6 separate regions of the Mus musculus genome follow, and all the other regions are linked to region 5. A link is a contact called in public Hi-C, HiChIP or PLAC-seq, capture Hi-C and promoter capture Hi-C data. All regions are on one chromosome and are shown on one strand. The core of a region is the stretch at or near the end of the contact, and the rest is flanking DNA. Distances in the headings are between cores, read along the strand shown.

Region 1 (3,073 bases), core at 88-2,587, 640 kb after region 5:
ATTTTCTATAGAATAGTAATGTTAGTAGCACCAGTTTTGTAGCGTTCCTAGGACTAACTGAATTAACAACTTACTAAGTGCTTGGCACAGACATATCTGGGAGGTGCTATGAAAGGGGTTTTTAAACACACAGCCTTGTCTCAGTGGTGCCATGCTGTGTAGGTAGCTTTTAGTGCCTTGTGTATCAGAGCACCTCTGAGAGTTTTAGCTGTTACAACGGCCCCACTCCTGGGGTGGGATGAATGTGTAGATGCCAAAGTACAGCTCTGAGCTCAGTGAGTCTACTCTTGAGCCAAATACAAATGATGGCCAGCAACATGGATTCAGATTACCCTGGAAGACATGCTCCACTGTGGAAGTAGTTACATTAGCTTTTATTATTATTATTATTATTATTTACAGAAAAAAGGAAGTCATAAAATCAAGGCAATTACCAAATGGCAAGGCCTGCAGGTTGGTGGATTACAGCAAAGTGGGCCAAATTTACAAGTTTCAGGTACTGATGAGATTTGTAGCTTTTGAATCAGTGGAAGCTAGAGGTCAGCTGACAATACATTTCTTCCTTCTTTTTACTATTACTACTACTATTATTATTAGTGGTCGTTTTGCCAGCATGTACGTCTGCACCGCTCTGTCGTACCGCGGGGACTGAACTCCAGACTGTTGTGAGATACTGCCGGGAATCAACTTGGTGTTCTGGAAGAGCAGCCAGTGCTCTTAACCACTTTTTTAGCCACTGCTAAAAAAGACATATTAAAGAGTTTCCTAAGGTCATGAGGGTATTAAGTTTGATGGGTAGGCAATAAATAAATTATTAAGGCGTGTAGAATCTTTAACACCTTGCACTATTCTTTATTTTTTTCCCTGGGAACTCCAGTTTATTAGATGTGTGTGTGGATGCGATGCGGTGGGACATTAGGACACTATGGAGTAAGTACACTGCGGGTCCCAGGCCACCCGGCACAACTCTGTCTGAGGTGTCACACACCTCTAACGCGATCAAGCTCTGCTTACTTCAAGTGTTTAGGCTGAAGTGCGCGGAGGCCAGGACAGCGGACACGCGTGGAAAGTGGCACAGACCGTGCGTGGGTTCTGTACCTGTCGGAGCGACGGGGGCCGAGCTCGGCCGGCTCCGGGCTGCTCGCGTCGCTGACAGGAGCTTGGCCCGCGCCCCCTCAGGGCAGCGAGCGCCGCGGGTCGAGCGCCTTCCGCGGGCGTCGCTACACACTTCCTGTAGGTCCCGCCGCCTGAGGAGCGCTTCCGGTGCCGGCTGAAGCTGGGGTCCGAGCCCCCGCCCCGCCCCTCTCCGGCCCCGCCCCGCGCGGCCCCGCCCCCGCGCTCCAAGCCGGGCGCGCGGAGCCCGGGGCGCACGGAGCGGCGCGCGCCGGTGGCCGAGCCAGGCTGGCGCCTGCGCCCCCCCCTCTCATCGCACCACCGCCGTCACCCGCCGCGCAGCCCGTGGGGCGCCCTTCCCGGTTCACCGACTCCGGCCCCGGGGCCTCCGGCTGTGGTGCTGCCGCCCTCCGTCCCGCCGTCCCTCCCCGTCCAGCTCGGGCCGCCGGGCTCCCGCAGGCCCCACCGCCCGCGTTCCTATGGACAGACGCACAGACACCTGCAGGTGGGTGAGAGCCCGCGCGGGGCTGGGGAGCACGCGGGCGCGGGGCCTCTTTGTGTGTGGGCGGCCGCGCCGTGACCCTCAGAACCTTCCTTTTGTCTGCTCCGGGCCAGCGAGGCGGGAGGGCGCTAGGGGCGGAGGGGTCTGCGGGCGCAGAGCGGGGCGCGCACCGGTTCGCGGCCGGCGGCGTCTTGGCGGGGACTGTCGGTGCGCCGGCGTCCCCCGAGCTGGGCAGGAGGGCGGGACGGAGGAGGAACGGTCTGCCTAGCTAGTTGCAGAGTCTGAGACACCTCGGGGCTCTGCCGGACTAGCTTGGTTGTCCGGAGGTACCGGGAGGTGCGTGTGGGGCGTGTAAAGGAACGTGCGGCGCTTTGCTCCCTTATTTATTGTTTCTAACGGAGGAGGGCTTTCTCCCAAAAGCTCCCCCCAATCTGAGGCTGCGCACAGTGATTTGGGTTTGTTATCAAATAGATCAAGAAACCTAGTGTCCTGGAGAGAGGAGGTTGAGCTGACCAGCAACAAACACATCAGATGAAACAAACAAACAAACAAACAGACAAACAAAAAATGTTTGTGGTTTTCTTACGGCTGACTTTAATTTAAAATGTTAAAGGTCAGGCAGTGACTTAAATGGAGAAAATCGAACATGGCTGATTTTTTTTTTTTTTAATATTTTTAAAGAAATTGTTTTGAAGTTGTGGAGTAAAGTTTTTTCTTGTGGTCCTTAGGATTATCACCGATAGAGTAGTCTACCTACTAAACAGTTAATTGGAGTGTCATGTAGTGACAGCTTTTATGGTAGGGCTTGCATTAGAGAGTAAAACAATGATAGTCTTTCCATGCAGGCTAAAACCTTTGTTTTCCGTTTTAAGATAGGAGATTTTTTTTTTTTTCATAGCATATGAAGAGAACGTGATGTTAGAAGTGATTTTTCCCAGCGGTATTTCCTTATTTTACATGATACATTTATTCCTTACATGCGTACAAACCAAGGGTAGGGTTGTTGTACGTTAGATATAGTGTTTTGAAAGGTGGAAGGTAGTAGCTCTGTTTTTTCTTATTTGATTAGCTGGCTTACTTCGTGAACAGTTGCTATGTGTTCATAAATGATCAAATAATAAATGAAGTACATTAAGCATTCATAAAATTCATTTCACAGACTCACGTTTCTATGTAGGTATTGGGTTATGCACTATGTTAATCTGTTTGTTCCTCACTTTTAGAAACTTTATTTTTGTCTACTGTGAGAATTCATATTGACATACATAAGTCTGACTGTTACCGGGAAATGGTTTTTGTTTTTAATAGTTTTGAGGAGCACTAAACAGCCATTTGGAGAAAATGGAAGATTCCTTTAAAAAGAAAATCTAAATTTGAAGGGAAAAATACTATGGTATGAAAGCTCCTTAAATTTCTATTAAGTTGTTAAAATTTTAAGAAAAAATACAATTCAATGTA
Region 2 (3,156 bases), core at 283-2,782, 590 kb after region 5:
TATAGGTTACAAACTCACGTGTCAATAGCTAATGGTCAAGGTGATAAAAGGGTAAACAGCCACAGTTTAATAATACGTTTTTATTTGAATATTTAATTAGGGCTAGAGAGATGGTTCCCTGGTTAAGAGTGTTGTGCCCAGATTGTAAAAATCCCAAGGAGAGGACCAGGAATCATACCCCACTGTAATCGCATGAGGGTCTTTATTTAAGCTCGAGCTTGGGCCACCAACCTTCCTGACAGAACAGGAAAGAGTGAACCCCCAGGCCTAAGTAAAGGGGGTTTATAAAGAAAAAAACCCGCAAGCGGGTTTTTGTGTTGGCAATATAGGAGAGGGTAAAGGAATGCTGTCCTTTAAACCTGATAACATTTGTTCAGACAGCAGGGCAGAACCGTGTAGCTGAAAAGGTACCTTTCTGACCTGGGAAGAGTAACTTGTGCTATCAGAACCGCTTCTGATATGTTTACAACCGGCCACAGCTGTCTGGGAACGTTTGTCTCTTTTTCATAGTCTAAGAGTGGGCTATTATCATTTCAAGGGTATTGGCTTCGGTTTCCTTCAACAGCAAGGAGCCATCTGCACTGTGAGAAATGTTGGTTGTTAATCAAAAGGGGTCGAGTTTAAGTGACGTGGAGGCTAGGGTATGCTGCTTTTCTTTTGTTCTCAAGGCTGGCATTTGCCTTTCCCCACCCCCCGCGGGGGTGGGGGTATCGTCAGGGAGAGGGAGGGAGTAATAACTGCTCTAGCTGCGCAGGGTCAGGAGAGTGTAGGATTTGATGTGCAGGTTTCTCTTGTCTGAGCACTGGCTGCTCTTCCAAAAGATCCAGCAAGTTTGACAATTAGGAGAGTATATACCTACCTGTCTTAAGTTGTTTTCTGAACTAAGCTTTAGATAACAACCTCGTTAGCATCTTTTTCTCCCGCTACAAAATACAAAACAATTTCATTTCCTGGGTAGCTCAGTTAGGTATAACTCCAAGAACGAAACTGAATCCCAGACTCGACCTCATTCCGGCATTCATTCCAGGACTGAGGATTCCTTCTCCAACCTTGATTTCTGTGGCCCGGATCATACGATGAACGCTTGCGGGAGACCTTTGCAAAGATCTCTTCCAGAAACTCCTGTCTCCAGACACTGGAGGTCAGGCTAAATTTAGATTCAGTGGCAGCGAAAATGAGAGTGACCGGCTTCTGCAAAAAGCATTTTTCAGATGTCTACAAGTGTTCTTCGGAGAGAGCGCCTTGGCTCGGGGACAGACAGGGGAAAACGACGCCCAGCACCCTCAAGTCAGTCCCCGGAGCGCCCCTCAATCCGCCATCTGGCTGGCTGGGAGCCGTCGATGCGCCGAACCTAGGCTGAGGAGGAAAAGCCTACGTAGTAATGATGCTCTAGACACGCCAGTGGCCCACAGGAGAAACTGATTGTCACCTACAGACTCGGGAAAGGGGCGGGGCGGAGGTGTACTCCAAAGCGCCTGCGCAGAGCGTTGGTTTCCTGGGTGTCGTTTGTAGAACTGCGGGAAGAACCGCCCAGTGCCCGGTGTGCGCAGGCGCACACCGTCTTGTAAGCTCTCGGTCTTGTAGGATCTCGGTCTTGTAGGAGGGCCGGTCCCCGAGCGGGTCTCGGGGCGGGGCCCGGGGCGCGGCTAAATGCGGAGAGAAAGTTCGCCTGTCACTCACAGCTCGCTGCTGTTCCACTGCCACCAAGTTCTCTGAACTGCGAAGGTCATGCTGCCCAACACTGGGTAAGAGGACGGGGGTGGGATGGGGTCAGGGGCCAGTCGGCAGGTCGCCGGCGCAACCCAGAGCCGCGCGCTCTGGAACACCGGTTCGCGGAAAGATAGAGTCGCTGGGACCTGCGCATGCACGAGAACCCAAAGTTCTGTACTACTGAGACTCAAAAGTTGTACACTGCAAGGGGCAGTGGTGTCAGATACTCCACGGGGAAAGGTCGCGAGCGTAGGTGTCCCCGACGACCCGTTGTAGCCCCATCTCGCCTTTAGCTTGGCCTGGTGACAATGTTGCTTTCATCTTCTAGGCGAAAGGTCGCTTGAGACAGTGACTTCAGATTTTCTGTTTGTATGCTTGATTGTAGAATAATAGAAGAATGGTGTTTTGAAAATGGTTTTCAAGTTAGTAGCGAGTTAAAATGTTACAATACGAACATTTCTGGTAAGGGGTTTATTTATTTATTTTACTTAAAAATGAAGTATATTTATCCCAGCCTAGCCAGGTGCGGTGGCGCCTGCTTTTAATGCCAGCACTCAGAAGCAGGGTCAGAAGATCTATTGATTCGAGGCTGTTCTGGTCTACATAGTGAGTGTGCTAGGCTCACTCTGTCAGCAAACGCTACAGAGTTAGAACCTTGTCTACACCCCCTCCCCCAAGCCCACTTATATAGAGACACAATTGTGCAGCCAGTCACCAGGACTTTACAAAATCAAAACAAATACCCATTAAACAATGTTCTTCCCGATTCTTCTTGCCCTTGGTTCCTGCTGAACTCAGGTAGGTCCACTATGTTCTATAAAGTTTATCTTAAGCAGAGTGACAAGTTAAGCCCATTCTGTAATTAGTTTGACACATATAGACAGCTAAAAGACTTAAATAGTTCAAAAGGGTATAAGTCTCTTTAAAACTCCAGTTTCTTTCTGTTTGTATTTTTTGTACTTATCAACATATTTTGTATACCTTACAGGGATACCTTCTTTTTAGAAAATAGTAGCAAACTCCATTTTGGGCTTGCTGTTTTTACCTGACATGTCTTGGCACATACTTAGGTTTCCAGTACACACAGCTTGTCTTTGTCCTCTTGTTTTGTTTGTTGTTGTTGTTTTGAGACAAGGTTTGTCTGTGCCCTAGCTATCCTGGAACTCTCTCTGTAGACCAGGCTGGTCTTGAACTCAGGGAGTTCCTCCTGCCTCTGCCTCCCCAGAGTTGAGATTAAAGGCATGAGCCTGTCCTTGTCCTCTTTAATGGTTGCAAACTATTATTGAAGACCATTATGTACTTAACCTGTTTCCAATTGTTGGATATTAAGTCATTTCCAGCTGTTTGTTATCTTTTTCTTGGTGGTGTTTTATTCTATCTTTGCTTCCATTATTATTCTTTTGTTTTATTTTGGTTTGAATTGAATGTAAACGGGGCTGGTGAAAT
Region 3 (2,949 bases), core at 439-2,938, 820 kb after region 5:
CTTTCTTTCTTTCTTTCTTTCTTTCTCCTCTCTCCTCCTCTTCCTCCCCATCCTCTGTGGGGAGACATGAAACAGTTTCATTCTGACTCAAACTAAGGACATGGAGTTTGGAATGCATCATATAATTAAGGATATTCTGTGGTTGTCGTTTCATAAGAATAGGAGAGAAAAACCTGAGGGCAAAGGAAGGGAGTTAACATTTGAGGAGCTCCTAACACTGAGCAAAGGCCTCAAGCCTGGGAGTCCCACAGTGTCTCATGGATGGCCCTCTGCGTCCCTCTCCCTACCTGGCAGGCTGGGAGACAGTTTTATTTTATTGTGTGCACATGTGAGGGGTTAGAGGGACAACGTTTGAGGAGTTGGTTCTTTCACTTCACCTCATTGTCAAATCTAGGTTCTGTATAAAAGCAGTGTTGTTTTAAAAATTTTATTTATATGAGTACACTGTACACTGTCGCTGTCTTCAGACACATCAGAAGAGGGCATCAGATCCCATCACAGATGGTTGTGAGCCACCATGTGGTTGCTGGGAATTGAACTCAGAACCTCTATAAGAGTAGTCAATACTCTTAACCACTGAGCCATCTCTTCAGCCCTACTTCTGTGAAATCTTAAGAGCACCATTATGTTGAGGTGGCCTAATTGTTTAAATAAATAACAATATTCAAGAAGAAGATCTGCCAGATATCTATAGATCAGTCGTTTCTAGTTATATTTGTATTGTTTACTTTAATGAAGATAATAGGGTATGCAATAGTTTTAGGCAGCTCCTAGATATAAATGAAGTGACAATTTTGCCCAACTCAGGAGATCAGACCCTAGCACTCCCATGAGGCAGATACAGCATTTAAAATTGCTGTTTAGTGCCCTTTCAATATTATTTTCCCAACCAAGGCAGACTGCTCTGGAGGAGATAAAAGACAATGGATACTGTACTAAGGGCTCAACTCTTTGGACTACGTCAGAAGGGGGCCACTGAAGTTAAATGAGACTCTGGTAGTTATTTTGGGTTGGTTTCAATTCTGCATTCTACATGTTTTGTTTTTAGAGAAAGTGTGACAGATAGAGAGAGACCTTTGTGAATCCCAATGTTAAAACCTGTCACCATTTTTTAACAGGAAAACTGGACAAACCTAAGAAGTTCAAGGACTGGAAAAAATGTCTTTCTTCACAGTGAGCCCCACACAGTATTTACGTGTTTGCTAGATGGGCAGATGACCCTCTAACTTGACCTTCGAGACTGAAGCGCCAGTGACAGGTAAGTGGAAAAGGGGACAATGATATACTTTAAAGAGCTGGAAGTAAAGCCCAGTCTATCTCCACCATGGCAGCGAATAAAAGCTCTGGAGAATTCAGTTCGGCCCGAGGCCAGTATAGGAACCATCAATGCGTGAAAAACAACTAGGACCTCACGGTTCTTGCAGACCTGGTTGGCTAAGTGTGCACGTCAGGACCGTAAATCATTTGTAGCACACGCTATTTACGGATGCTCATGCTTCTGAGGTTTCGCCTTACATAAACCCCGCTTAGCTGCAGAAGCCAGTCGGTATGGGGACTTCAGTGTGGAGTTGAAGACATACCACACTGCCTCTTTAAATGTCCTTCTAGTTTTTCTACTGGATGTTCTCTAGTTCCTCTGAGCCACGTAACCCTTTACGATACTAAGACACGCTCCACATTTTTATTTCTTTCTGCGTGTGCAGTGTGGCTGGAAGATCCTAACTCACACTGATGCTTTCTGAGCCCCCAGCGAAGCTGCCAGTGGGCGCACTTCCTGCCGGGAGGTGGGCGGGGCGGGCCGCCTCCTCCTTCAAGCTCCGCCCCACCCTGCGTCCCGCCCTCCCTCCCGGCGGGCAGAGGCTCCGCGGGGGCGGGGCTGAGAGCCGTGGGCGGCGTGGCGCTGCTAGCAGGGCGCAGGGTCGGAGGTGCTGGGGTTTGGCGCGGCTTAGCCCACGGAGCTGTGGTGTAACGCTCGGGAAAGCTCAGCCTCGCGGGCAGGAGAAGCATCGGGCGGAGGCTGCCACCACCAGCTAGTGCAGGGCCTCGGGCCGAGTGGGGCGGAGAGCTGCGGGAGTAAGCGGCGGCCCGGGTCCCGAGCGCTGCGCGCCATGGCGGGCGGGCCCCCCAAGGCCCTGCCGTCCACGGGGCCCCAGTCCTTGCGCGACATGCCGCACCCGCTAGCCGGCTCCAGCAGCGAGGAGGCCGTGGGAGGCGACAGCACGCCCAGCCCGGACCTACTGATGGCCCGCAGCTTCGGTGACAAGGTGGGGCGCTTGGGGCTGGGGACTCCTGGGGCGGAGCGGGAGGAGGATGGATCCAGGACCACCCCTGACACTGGGCCGCGCTCATCCTGGCGCCCCTTTCCCGGAGGTTAGGCGTGCTTTGGCCCCAACAGCCCTTGGCCAAAGCCTGTCCTCTCACTGCCCCCGCGGGGTCGCAGCTGCAGGCTAAGCGGCCAGAGGGCATGTGTTTTCCCTGGCTGAGAGTGGCCCCGAGCGCGGGTGACAGCTGGTGGGGAGGGGTTCGGGTTGCAGCAAGCATGTGGGGACCCGGGGCGTGTGCTGCGGTACTTCGCCTCTGTGTCCCGAGAATGAGGTCCCTCACCCCTCTAGGTGCATTCCTTGAAGAGGAGCTGCAGAATAGGAATAACTTGTTGGCGCCTCCAGTTTCCCCGGACTGCAAAAAAAAAAAGCAAGAGTTAATGGCTAATGGTTTTCCGGGGTGGGTCTGAGCAGCCTTGCTCATCTTCTCCCCAGTCGGTCATGTGGGGAGTGATCTTTGTTTAGGTTTGCTGTTTGCCCCAGGAGTCACCTGACTCCGACCTCAGCGGCGGCTAGAGGAGAGTCTCTGGTTTTCTGTCTAGGGCTTCATTCACCTCTTATAGCGAACCACATTGATTAGGTTTGGCAGTGGCTGGTTTTGTGGTTGACGGAAAGCAAGCTCGCCCTT
Region 4 (3,056 bases), core at 131-2,630, 740 kb after region 5:
TTCTTCGGAAGGAAATGTAGTCACCGTGCAGTGCCAAGCTGCTGTTCCGCATGTGTTGTTCCGTTCCAGAGAGAGCCTTCCTGCCACACACCTGCAGAAAAGAGAACAGCAATTCTGTTTGCCACTGAGAATCTTCTTCTTTTAAACTTGAGCATTTTTATGGCAAAGTCCAGTAGAAGACAGTGGGGCAGCAGGGCCTCCCCGGTCAGGTATTTTTAGTTTGAATGGTGTAGCAGCAGAAGCCTTCGAGGTGCACACATTGTCTTAGGTGTCAGCATGGCTCACATAGAATTGCATCTATAAGAGTAACTAGTAACTTAGGGGCTGGAGAGATGGCTCAGTGGTTAAGAACATGTATGGCTCCTCTGGAGGACCTGAGTTTGAGTCCCAGCTATCATATATATATATATATATATATATATGATAGTCCCACATATCAGGTGTCTGTAATTCTAGCTACAGGCCAAAACCTCTGCACATACTTACACATAATCAAAGATAATAAAAATTGAATCTGAATAAGACATTTAAATTTAATGTATACCTAATGTCAGCTTTTGTGTCAAGCATTTGCTTAGGGCTGAGGTGGTTCACGGCCTTATATCCATCAGGTCTTTTTACCTGTCTGTCCATTCAGTCCCTGGTGTTTCCTTCTCTACTTGGTGGCACCACACACACTCCAAAGACAGGAAGAAAGCTGCTCCAACAGACTAACTCCATCTACTGCACTCACTCTATAGTCAACACGGGGCAAATACCATCACACTCTTACTTAGACTGTCATAAAATATTAAGCAAAGAAGGCTGCTTCTGAAAGAGCCTTTTACACCAACATGCGAAAATCCCTCCCTTACTGCAGCCCCCCCCCCATCAGTTCAATAGGTAATAATTACAGGATTCCTTTCATGAAGGAATAATCTCCTTAGCTACACAGAAGCTTTTTGTGTGGCTGTCAGGGGCATAGTGACAACCAGTGCTGTGTTTGGACACATTGGTGCTAGAATTACTGATTTAATTCTAAGATAATTAAAACTAATTCGTCAAGGCCCCTGCCATGTCTTTGCTTAGAGCAGCAGTTCTCAACCTATGGATTGTGACCCTTTTGGGGGTGTTGAATGACCCTTTCACGTGGTTCACATATCAGATATCCTGCATACCAGATATTTATATTAACAGTTCATAACAGTAGCAGAATTACAGTTAGGAAGTAGCAATAAAAATAATTCTATGGTGGGGGGTCACCATTATATGAGGAACTGTATTAAAGGGTCACAGCGTGATTTACCTGCTCATGCCTACCAGAATATGCTTTGAATGTCCGCCCCTACGGGGGGCGGTGGGGGGGGGAGGAAGCAATAAAAAGGAACTGAGGTCCGTGTGGTGCAGCACAACTCTGCTGTGCTCACCCAGCCCCAGAGCCGAACCGCAGCGTTTCTTGATTCTGGTATTGGGAGATTTCAGACACCAACAACTGCATGGCTTCAGTGATGAAGTCTCTGGGTTCACAGTGGGCATGTGTTTGAATCCTGCTTCCAGCTGTTTTTCCACCCTCGGATCTTCTGTTTTGAATATCTCCCTATCCTAAGACCTTTATGTCCTACTGTAGTTTTTTGAACAAACCGTATGTATACTTGGTAGGTTTTTAATTTATTGTTTCTATTTCCCCCATGACTGTAAACATACTTGTTGCAAAAGTTGGACACAGAGTTGCCAGATCAACCTTGTACTAAGGGATCATTTCCCTCTCCTATGCAGTAATGTAAACATGTAACTAAAATCCCATAGGTCTGGCGAGGAGACTGAATGGATGGCCCTACTTAAATTTACCAGAATCAGTATGTGATGCAAGTGTCGACTGCAAGGAAGAATCTCATGCCTTAGTGGGATGGAGGCTGTATTCTGCTCCAGGGAGGTCCTCTGTTCTGCTTCTAAGTTGTAGAGATGTGTTTGCAGCTCCTTTTCTTCCATCCCTAAGTACTTAGGGAATAAAAAGACAGACTTATCATTGTTGTTTTATGGTTAAGACCAGGCGTCTGTTTGGAAATACCGTAATCATAATTAATGCTTAAGGGATGTCATTGAAACCACAGAGGGCTGTGCCGTGCTTTGGGGGGGGGGGGGGGGCGGGGGGGTGTGACTTGCCCAAGTTGGTCGATTGGCATCTTCCTGTGTGTCTTTTAGCCCCTGGCTTCTATATGATTTATGTGGGAAAAACATGTGTCTCTGTCACTCGTGTCATATTTTAAAATGTCTTTAAGCTGCTACAGTTATAACTTGTGATGGGAAGCAGAGAAAGGTGAGTCCAGGTGAGAGAACCATGTGTTAACATGTCAGATGTATGATGCTCTCTAGTCAGGTGATCCTCTGCCTGTCAGTGTTTGTAATACAGAACTTTTGTGACCAAGAGTATATATGGTATCACTTTCATTTTTGTTTTGCTGCTCACTGACCTTTCACACTAAGATGTTTCATTTTTCTCAGCTCACTGTTCTGCCTTCATTACTGTCTGTGTACTTGTGCTTTAAATAAAACTCTAGTTTTGTGTCCCAGTGGTCGGTTCCATCATGTATATAACATTTGCCTCTAATGTAGTGAGATTTTTCTGTTGTTGTTTTTATTTATGTATACATTTGTTGGTACAGCCTAAACTTTATGGAAATAAGCAACCCAATAAATTCAGCTAATGGGTGTTGATGGTGTCTCCAGTGAGCGCCTGTTCAGTCACACTGTCTTTTCTATATTTGGATCTGACAACCAGTTTTCAGTTAATAAACTATTTTCTGCAAAGTAGCTGTTTTTGTAACTTTACCAATTTAAAAAAGCAGGTCCCAATTTGAAAAAAAAGAATCAAGTTGTTGGCCTGGTATACTGCAGTGGTCCTGGGATATTATCACTATGTACAGAGCCAGGGACTCCATATACATGCATGTAACCATGAAGGGAACAGTACTGAAAGAGGAAGCATTTATACACACAGCTATTTACACAAGCAGGTAATAAAATTCTTTTGTAGCTCTGTAGCTGGGTTATTCATGGTCTTCCTGTAGTTCCAGGCC
Region 5 (2,918 bases), core at 201-2,700:
AACCATTATGTGGCCTGGTAATCGGAACCGAACCCTATACAAGTGATCTTAACGTCTGAGTCATCTCTCCAGCCTCCATGTCACCTGCCCTGCAAAGTAAGATTTTTTTTTAATTGACAAATTTAAACTTACCTTGATAGGACACAGTGTCTGCAATGTAGAGTGCCTAACATACCCATCGCCTTCTTTAGCTTCTATTTTCATGAGAAATAATCTGCTTGGTTTGAACTATTATTATTATTATTATATATCATTATTGTTTAAAGAGCCACACTCATGTTTCTGTACCCTTTCACAAATACTTTTAGCCCTTTTCAGCCTCTAATAACTATCATTTCACCCCATATTCATGAGTTCAACTTGTTTTTCTTTTTCTTAGATTTTTGTTTTGGTTTGGTTTAGTTTTTCTGAGACAGAGTTTTTCTGTATAGCCTTGGCTGTCCTGGAATTCACTCTGTAGACCAAGCTGGCCTCGAACTCAGAAATCCGCCTGCCTCTGCCTCCCAAGTGCTGGGACTAAAGGATGTGCCACCACTGCCCAGCTCAACTTGTTTTTCTGATTACAGCGCCCGTCTGTGTAGCCAAGGCTGGCCTTGAACTCACTATAGCAGAAGCTATCTTGGAACCTTCCATCCTCTTGCTTCTACATGCCAAGATATAACAGGCATGCTCGCTCAGGTTTAATCTAGTTTACTGTTATTACTAGTTCGTGTGTACATGATGCAGGTGTGTGGGTGAGGGCGCTTGCGTGTCACCGAGAGCCTAAAGCGACTTCAGGAGTGGGTTCCCGCCTTCCACCCGTGGTTTCAGGGATCGAACTCAAGTCATGGGACTTGTGTGATAAGCACTTTCACACGCGGAGACATCTATTTCACAGGCGGGTTTCCCTTGTGTTTTAAGAATACATAATTCCGTCTCTTTTTCCAAAAAGGCAGCGCCTGGTCCTTCTGAAGTCGCCACAGGTCTAGTAGGTCCCCCTTGCAAAGGGTCCTCTCCGTACATGGCCTGACTTGCAAGTGTAGCTTTCACTGCGCATGCGCAAATCCCCACCCCTGTCTTCTCTTTTGAATCAGTTTGGCAATCCTGCAAACTCTGTTGCCCAGGCCTTCCTGGGTGCTGGCAGTCGCGCTCCATGCACCCACAACGGAACAGGCAGCCAGACTTTGCCCTATTCCTAGTGCGGGTCTCAATCTCTTCAAGGGCGTGCAGGACCGCGAGACGACCCCGGCCTCCCTAACTTCCTAAGTGCAGAACCCAGGAGTCGCCGAGTACCGGTGGGGTGGATTGGGGGTGCCTGCCGTGCTCACTTGCTCAACCAGGCTCTAGATGCTCGGCGGGGAGAAAGAAGGGGTTGGAGGAGGGAAGAGAGAAAAGAGAGGGCTCAAATAGAGTAGTGTAGAGTCTACTTACACAAGCTCACAGAAACTCCTTCCCGGGAGACCGCTCTGAATGCTTCGCAAAGCGCCCAGGACTTGACTTATACTGGGCGGTCGGTGAGGGCGGGGCTTCTCCAGGGAGGGGCAACTTCTGGAAGCTTTGGAGCTTCTGCCCACACACAGCAGGGAAGGGACATTGGGAGGGGTGTGTGTGTGTGTTTAAATATTTTTTTTCTTTTTTGCTTAAGTTCACAATTTATGTTTGCATCAGAAGCAAAGAAAACAAGAAACTACTACACAGTTAATTCAGGAAAAATCCTACCACCTCTGGCCAGCATTAGTTAAGCCAGCTGCTGCTGCTGACTACTTCCTGTCGTGAGGCCGGTGCTAGGTTCTCTGAAACCTTAACAAAGAAGGTGTGCAGTCATGGCATCTAAAAATATATTTCGTAAAGAATAAGGTGAAATAAAATGTAGTTGTGGCAGTGGGGAGATGGAGTCTGCATTGCTTGCTTCCAGCAGCCTGGTGTCCCCAGATCAAGAATCCCGTTCAGGTTAAGTCCCAAAGACAGCTAGTTTATTAATGGTGAGGGAAAACACTTGCTTTCGATGTAAGGATGTAAGCAGAACATTTAGAAATCTATGCTCCCGGGCAATGCCTAAGTCACAGCGCTCAAAGAATATAATTTGCACCTAAGCTTAACTATGGAAGGGGGTGGGGTGCAAGCTGGTTTACTCTGTCCTAAAGACCGCCCTTCTGTAAAGGAAACGTTAGGGAGGCTTCCTGAGGACCGTTGCTCAGGCTCACGGCAGAGAGAGCACCCAGTTCATTAAAAAAAAAAAACAAAAACAAAAAAACAAAAAAACTCTTAAGTCACAAACATTCGTTGAACAATCTTGCTTGAGGTGATGGGCTCAGAACCCCCCCCCCCCCCACCACCACCACCTTCTCCTTAGGCGACCTTGACCTTTTATCTTGGAGTTTCTGATCCCCATAGGGAACCTACCCAGGTTTTTGAGCGATCAGCTTCTCTCCCTTCCTGTCCCTCTTATTTTCCATCTTTGTGTCTCACCTTAGGACCAGCCTGTGGGAGAATGGGTGCCAGATCTCAGCGACTTGTTCATTGATGGGTCACCAAGACTCAGGCTAACTTCCTAAGCCATGCCATAGTGCAAAAATGTTTTAACTCTTTAGTCGCCATCACCCCTTCTTTAGTCTCCGTCTTCTTTTCGTCTTCTTTGAATCCACGGTTTTTACTGTCACTGACTGCTTTTCATTCCTTTGCTCTGGTCATTCAGGAATACATAGAAAGGACTTTTCTGGTTTTTAACCAAATTGGAGTCCTTCTATTTCTTTGTTTACTTATGTGTTCATTTGGTTGAACCCCAGGCCTCACAGATGTCCAGTCTGTACTCTGCCACTGAGCTGTGTCCCCAGCCTCGAGGTTTTTTGGAAGGGGTGAGGGAAGTCTGATTTAATGTCACAGACATCTTCCAAATAGACAGATATAGTTTATTATTTGTTTATTCTATTGTATCGTAT
Region 6 (3,198 bases), core at 365-2,864, 720 kb before region 5:
GGCCCTGTTCATGCCATTGATAACAATAATTATCATTAGAACACTTAGTTTTCTAATTTTAGTTTTTAAAGGTGAATCAGGTCAATTGATGTCCCATTTAGCTTGTGTCCTCTGGATCCGAGTGTCCCTCTGGGATAAAGGAGGTTGGTAGAGCAGTCACAGAGCTAAGCATGTCCCCTTACACCACCTCCTTCCTGGCAAAACAAACTTGTCAACCATCCCCAGCCCACTTTCTACCGTCCTCGTACCACATTCATGGGCTCATGCGAATACTGGAATCCCAGTAAACAACTGGACCCTGACCTCACCTAAGACCTTGGTCCTCACTTCAGGCTCCCTAAGAAGGTTCTGACGCCTGCTGCACTACATACGCAGAGAGACAGAGAGTGGTACCCACAGGTCATGCTGCATATTTCAGAGACATTTACTTACGCCACCTGAGAAATGGAATTTAGGCACGTGCACAGCTGTGCTCTAAATCCCCATGGGGCACAGCTGGCTTAGGTCTACAGGCCTCCTGACAGCTCTCTTGGCTGTTCCCATGCAGCTAGCTAATAGCGACCAGGACAGGTGCAGGACTCCAGCCTTTCAAAGTTTCACTTCTTTTATCAGCAGCGCTGATTTTGTAAAGTATGAAGGTTACCAACCCATTCCTACCCAAATTTCCTGGTAACCCAGTAGGGTGTCCTAGGGACCCAGGTGTTCCTAATAAAACTTTGACACATCTGGATAGGACCGAGCCCTCAGGCTGTACTAGACCCTGCCAATCAAGCACACAGGCACCCTACAGGACCTGCCAGGAAGACTGGGGGCTATGAGTGCTTTGGGTTTAACTTCCTTGTCAAGATGAAACTAAAGAACATTGGAAATAAGGCATTCCTCTAGTCACTAGTAGTTGGTCAGTGCCAGGCTCCTTGTCACAGAAGTAGCTCTTCATTGTGCTTCATATCCCAAAGTGCAACAACCCGAAGAAACCTCATTTCCATAGTGAGGGTCAGTATTTGCTGCTTTCTGAGCTCTGAGAAAGAGATTTCCTGTCACTCTATAGTTTTCCTACCCTCTGTTCTTCCTGTTAAAACAGTCTTTCTCCATTTTCTTTTTTAAAAAGTTACTTTAAATAAGCTTTTTGTGCACTGTAGTGAGTAGCCAGTTATAAGCCCTGTAACAAATATTTATCCTTAAATTCTGTTAGAAACCAGGGCTATCTCATTCCTGATGTTTATGTCTGAGCTTTATTTGCACACAAATCCTGGTTATTCTCTCACCCTGCTATCATGAGAGAAACACTGTAATCCTATTGAAGTGTTTGGGACTGGAGTGTCTGTTTATGTGTCTCTGGTACATACATGAGATATCACATATCCTGCTTATTATTTTGCCCAAGTTCTGTTTTGCAAGTTACCATAGACATCAGTTTTTAATCCAGTAAGAACAGTGTGATATGCAAAAGTGTGTTATCATACAATGCCAAGTTCAACTGTCAAGTTTCAAACAAATGTTTACATCAATCTTCTGCGGCAAACCTTCATTACTTGATGTGTGGGGGAGTTAAACGTCCATCTGGGTATGAGTTAGAAGTCTACTTACTGCCTGTGAGTCAGGCATGGACTAGGCTGTGGATTGTGCCATCAGCTGGCCTGCTGCATGACACAGAATTGTCTCCACCAGCCACAAATTACATCTGTCTATGCCTCTATTTGTTAGACAATCTGGCACCAGGGACAGCTGAGAAGAAAGATTTTAAAACAGCTCATTTGATTGATGTGTTTAAAGCTATCTCTAAATCCAAATAAAAAGCTAGGTGCTATCAAGAACACATAAATCAAACATGACCCTCTTTGAGCCCTGACAGGGTCTGGCTAAGGCCACGTGACACCCACGTGTGCAAGCTACAATTGACTTACATTCAATGTTAGACCAACCAACCAACCCACCCACCCCATATTAAGGACTCAGAGGCCTTGGCTTGTACTGCACCATAAAATAGGTCACATTTTAAAGTTGGCTCAGCTGTGAGATGTAGTGCAAGGCCCAGCATGTAAGCCATGATGAGACCAAACTCAATGGTGGAGCTTAAGATTTCTGTGAAGTCTCAGTTAAAAATGCAAAACATGGTTGATGCCCAGGAGGCTGTTGGGAGATCACCTGGGACCAATGAGTGGGCACAATACATGGTGTTATAAAATAATGATACTTGGTAGCTAAATGCCAATCACTTGAACTTCACATTGGGAGAACCCAGTGCTGGGCCGTGAGGAGTTATGGTAACAACTTTTTATGCCTATGAAAACTCTGTTTGTGGGACAGTACAAAGTACAGCATCAGGTAGAGCTCAAATCAAAACAACCCCCCCAAAACGCCCCTTTTGTTGCCTGTCATTCTCACTGTCAACAACCAACACCAGCTCTATCTAATGTATGCTATGAGGAATTTTCTAGAAGAGTGTGAAGCTCTAGAAATCAACCACAAGCCTAAATACGTAAACTAGAAATCTGAGTGAAAAACAAGGTCATGGCTGGGAGGCACTTTTTCAAGTTCAGCCCAGGAGCTGCTGGACCCTGTGACTTCCTGTCACCATGGCTGATCCTTCAGACTCTGCTGCTGCTGCCATGCGCCATGATGAATGAACCCTAAAGCAACATTTTGCTTTGTTTTTGCATGAAGAATCTCATTGGCTCATCCTGGTCATGTGATCATGCGATATGCTTTAGTTACATGGAAAGTAGAATCTGGAAGCTGCAGCATCATTAATGATAGACAGGGTCTTGATGCCATAGCAGGTCCTGAAAGTGGAAGGGTGAAGGGCCTGGAGACTTAGGAGCAAAACTACATGTCTGTGCACACACACACACACACACACACACACACACAACACACTATAGCAGTGGTGAATTTCTGCATTAGAAACTTTAGATTTTTGTTTACTTATTTACACATAATTAAAAACTTGCTTCTATCTTTTCTAATTTGTTGTTGTTGTTGTTGTTGGAGATTGAACCCAGAAGTTTATACATATTAGGCAGGTGTTCCACTCCTGAGATGATATCATGAGGTCTGAGAATAACCCATGAGGCATGCAAAGTGATTCTGTCTGTTCCTTTTAATTTTTTTCCTTTGCACCCTTCGGCATATAGCTTTCACTTGGCAGCCACAAAAAGGCACAAAATGAAAGAAAAATCATGCAAGAATAGCTCTCAT

What was found. A called contact is a pair of places that touch in the nucleus more often than the background predicts. HiChIP or PLAC-seq counts read pairs in DNA pulled down with a chosen protein or histone mark. Capture Hi-C pulls out chosen DNA fragments and counts their contacts.
Region 1: a capture Hi-C map of macrophages shows a contact between it and region 5, with 4 times the contacts expected there. The contact joins the promoter of E130308A19Rik here to the promoter of Ptgr1 in region 5. A contact is called at or near these places in 8 of 39 promoter capture datasets (the 3T3-L1 cell line, the C10 cell line, fetal liver and 3 more), 3 of 115 datasets of contacts at active chromatin or transcription factors (the 230-238 cell line, bone marrow-derived macrophages and large pre-B cells) and 3 of 9 other capture datasets (adipose tissue, liver and macrophages).
Region 2: a contact with region 5 is called in a promoter capture Hi-C map of liver, with 9 times the contacts expected there. The contact joins the promoter of Hsdl2 here to the promoter of Ptgr1 in region 5. A contact is called at or near these places in 13 of 39 promoter capture datasets (the 3T3-L1 cell line, the C10 cell line, the HPC-7 cell line and 8 more), 2 of 15 datasets of contacts at CTCF or cohesin (large pre-B cells and pro-B cells), 27 of 484 Hi-C or Micro-C datasets (B cells, the Ba/F3 cell line, CD4 T cells and 14 more), 18 of 115 datasets of contacts at active chromatin or transcription factors (the 230-238 cell line, the SCID.adh cell line, T-cell acute lymphoblastic leukemia and 13 more) and 5 of 9 other capture datasets (adipose tissue, embryonic stem cells, liver and 2 more).
Region 3: a promoter capture Hi-C map of liver shows a contact between it and region 5, with 4 times the contacts expected there. The contact joins the promoter of Snx30 here to the promoter of Ptgr1 in region 5. A contact is called at or near these places in 3 of 39 promoter capture datasets (the C10 cell line, liver and pre-B cells), 1 of 115 datasets of contacts at active chromatin or transcription factors (the 230-238 cell line) and 2 of 9 other capture datasets (adipose tissue and liver).
Region 4: an H3K4me3 HiChIP or PLAC-seq map of the 230-238 cell line shows a contact between it and region 5, with 12 times the contacts expected there. The contact joins the enhancer-like site here to the promoter of Ptgr1 in region 5. A contact is called at or near these places in 2 of 39 promoter capture datasets (the C10 cell line and the HPC-7 cell line), 2 of 115 datasets of contacts at active chromatin or transcription factors (the 230-238 cell line and large pre-B cells) and 1 of 9 other capture datasets (embryonic stem cells).
Region 6: a contact with region 5 is called in a Hi-C map of tail fibroblasts, with 5 times the contacts expected there. The contact joins the enhancer-like site here to the promoter of Ptgr1 in region 5. A contact is called at or near these places in 12 of 39 promoter capture datasets (the 3T3-L1 cell line, 3T3-L1-derived adipocytes, the HPC-7 cell line and 8 more), 3 of 15 datasets of contacts at CTCF or cohesin (the NIH/3T3 cell line, large pre-B cells and pro-B cells), 33 of 484 Hi-C or Micro-C datasets (3T3-L1-derived adipocytes, B cells, the C2C12 cell line and 19 more), 10 of 115 datasets of contacts at active chromatin or transcription factors (the NIH/3T3 cell line, astrocytes, craniofacial prominence and 7 more) and 1 of 9 other capture datasets (embryonic stem cells).

Annotation. Positions count from the first base shown.
Region 1 is chr4:59,624,874-59,627,946 of GRCm38.p6, forward strand. E130308A19Rik (RIKEN cDNA E130308A19 gene) reads left to right here and starts at 1,338. Exons shown (of 4, transcript NM_001015681.2): 1 at 1,338-1,618.
Region 2 is chr4:59,580,031-59,583,186 of GRCm38.p6, forward strand. Hsdl2 (hydroxysteroid dehydrogenase like 2) reads left to right here and starts at 1,533. Exons shown (of 11, transcript NM_024255.3): 1 at 1,533-1,745. The coding sequence starts at 1,729.
Region 3 is chr4:59,803,962-59,806,910 of GRCm38.p6, forward strand. Snx30 (sorting nexin family member 30) reads left to right here and starts at 1,689. Exons shown (of 9, transcript NM_172468.2): 1 at 1,689-2,264. The coding sequence starts at 2,109.
Region 4 is chr4:59,726,666-59,729,721 of GRCm38.p6, forward strand. All of the region lies in intron 2 of E130308A19Rik (RIKEN cDNA E130308A19 gene), which reads left to right. Among named protein-coding and RNA genes, the nearest start is that of Inip, 56 kb to the right of the region's middle. Within about 2 kb of position 1,381, at least 20 of the 459 cell types and tissues checked have an H3K27ac peak or open chromatin away from gene starts, as enhancers often do.
Region 5 is chr4:58,985,628-58,988,545 of GRCm38.p6, forward strand. It overlaps Ptgr1 (prostaglandin reductase 1), which reads right to left and starts at 1,451. Exons shown (of 10, transcript NM_025968.3): 1 at 1,411-1,451.
Region 6 is chr4:58,267,472-58,270,669 of GRCm38.p6, forward strand. It overlaps the pseudogene Gm30907. Among named protein-coding and RNA genes, the nearest start is that of Musk, 17 kb to the right of the region's middle. Within about 2 kb of position 1,615, at least 18 of the 459 cell types and tissues checked have an H3K27ac peak or open chromatin away from gene starts, as enhancers often do. A contact at or near this core is called in the C2C12 cell line, the HL-1 cell line, the NIH/3T3 cell line and 1 more, where this site is marked.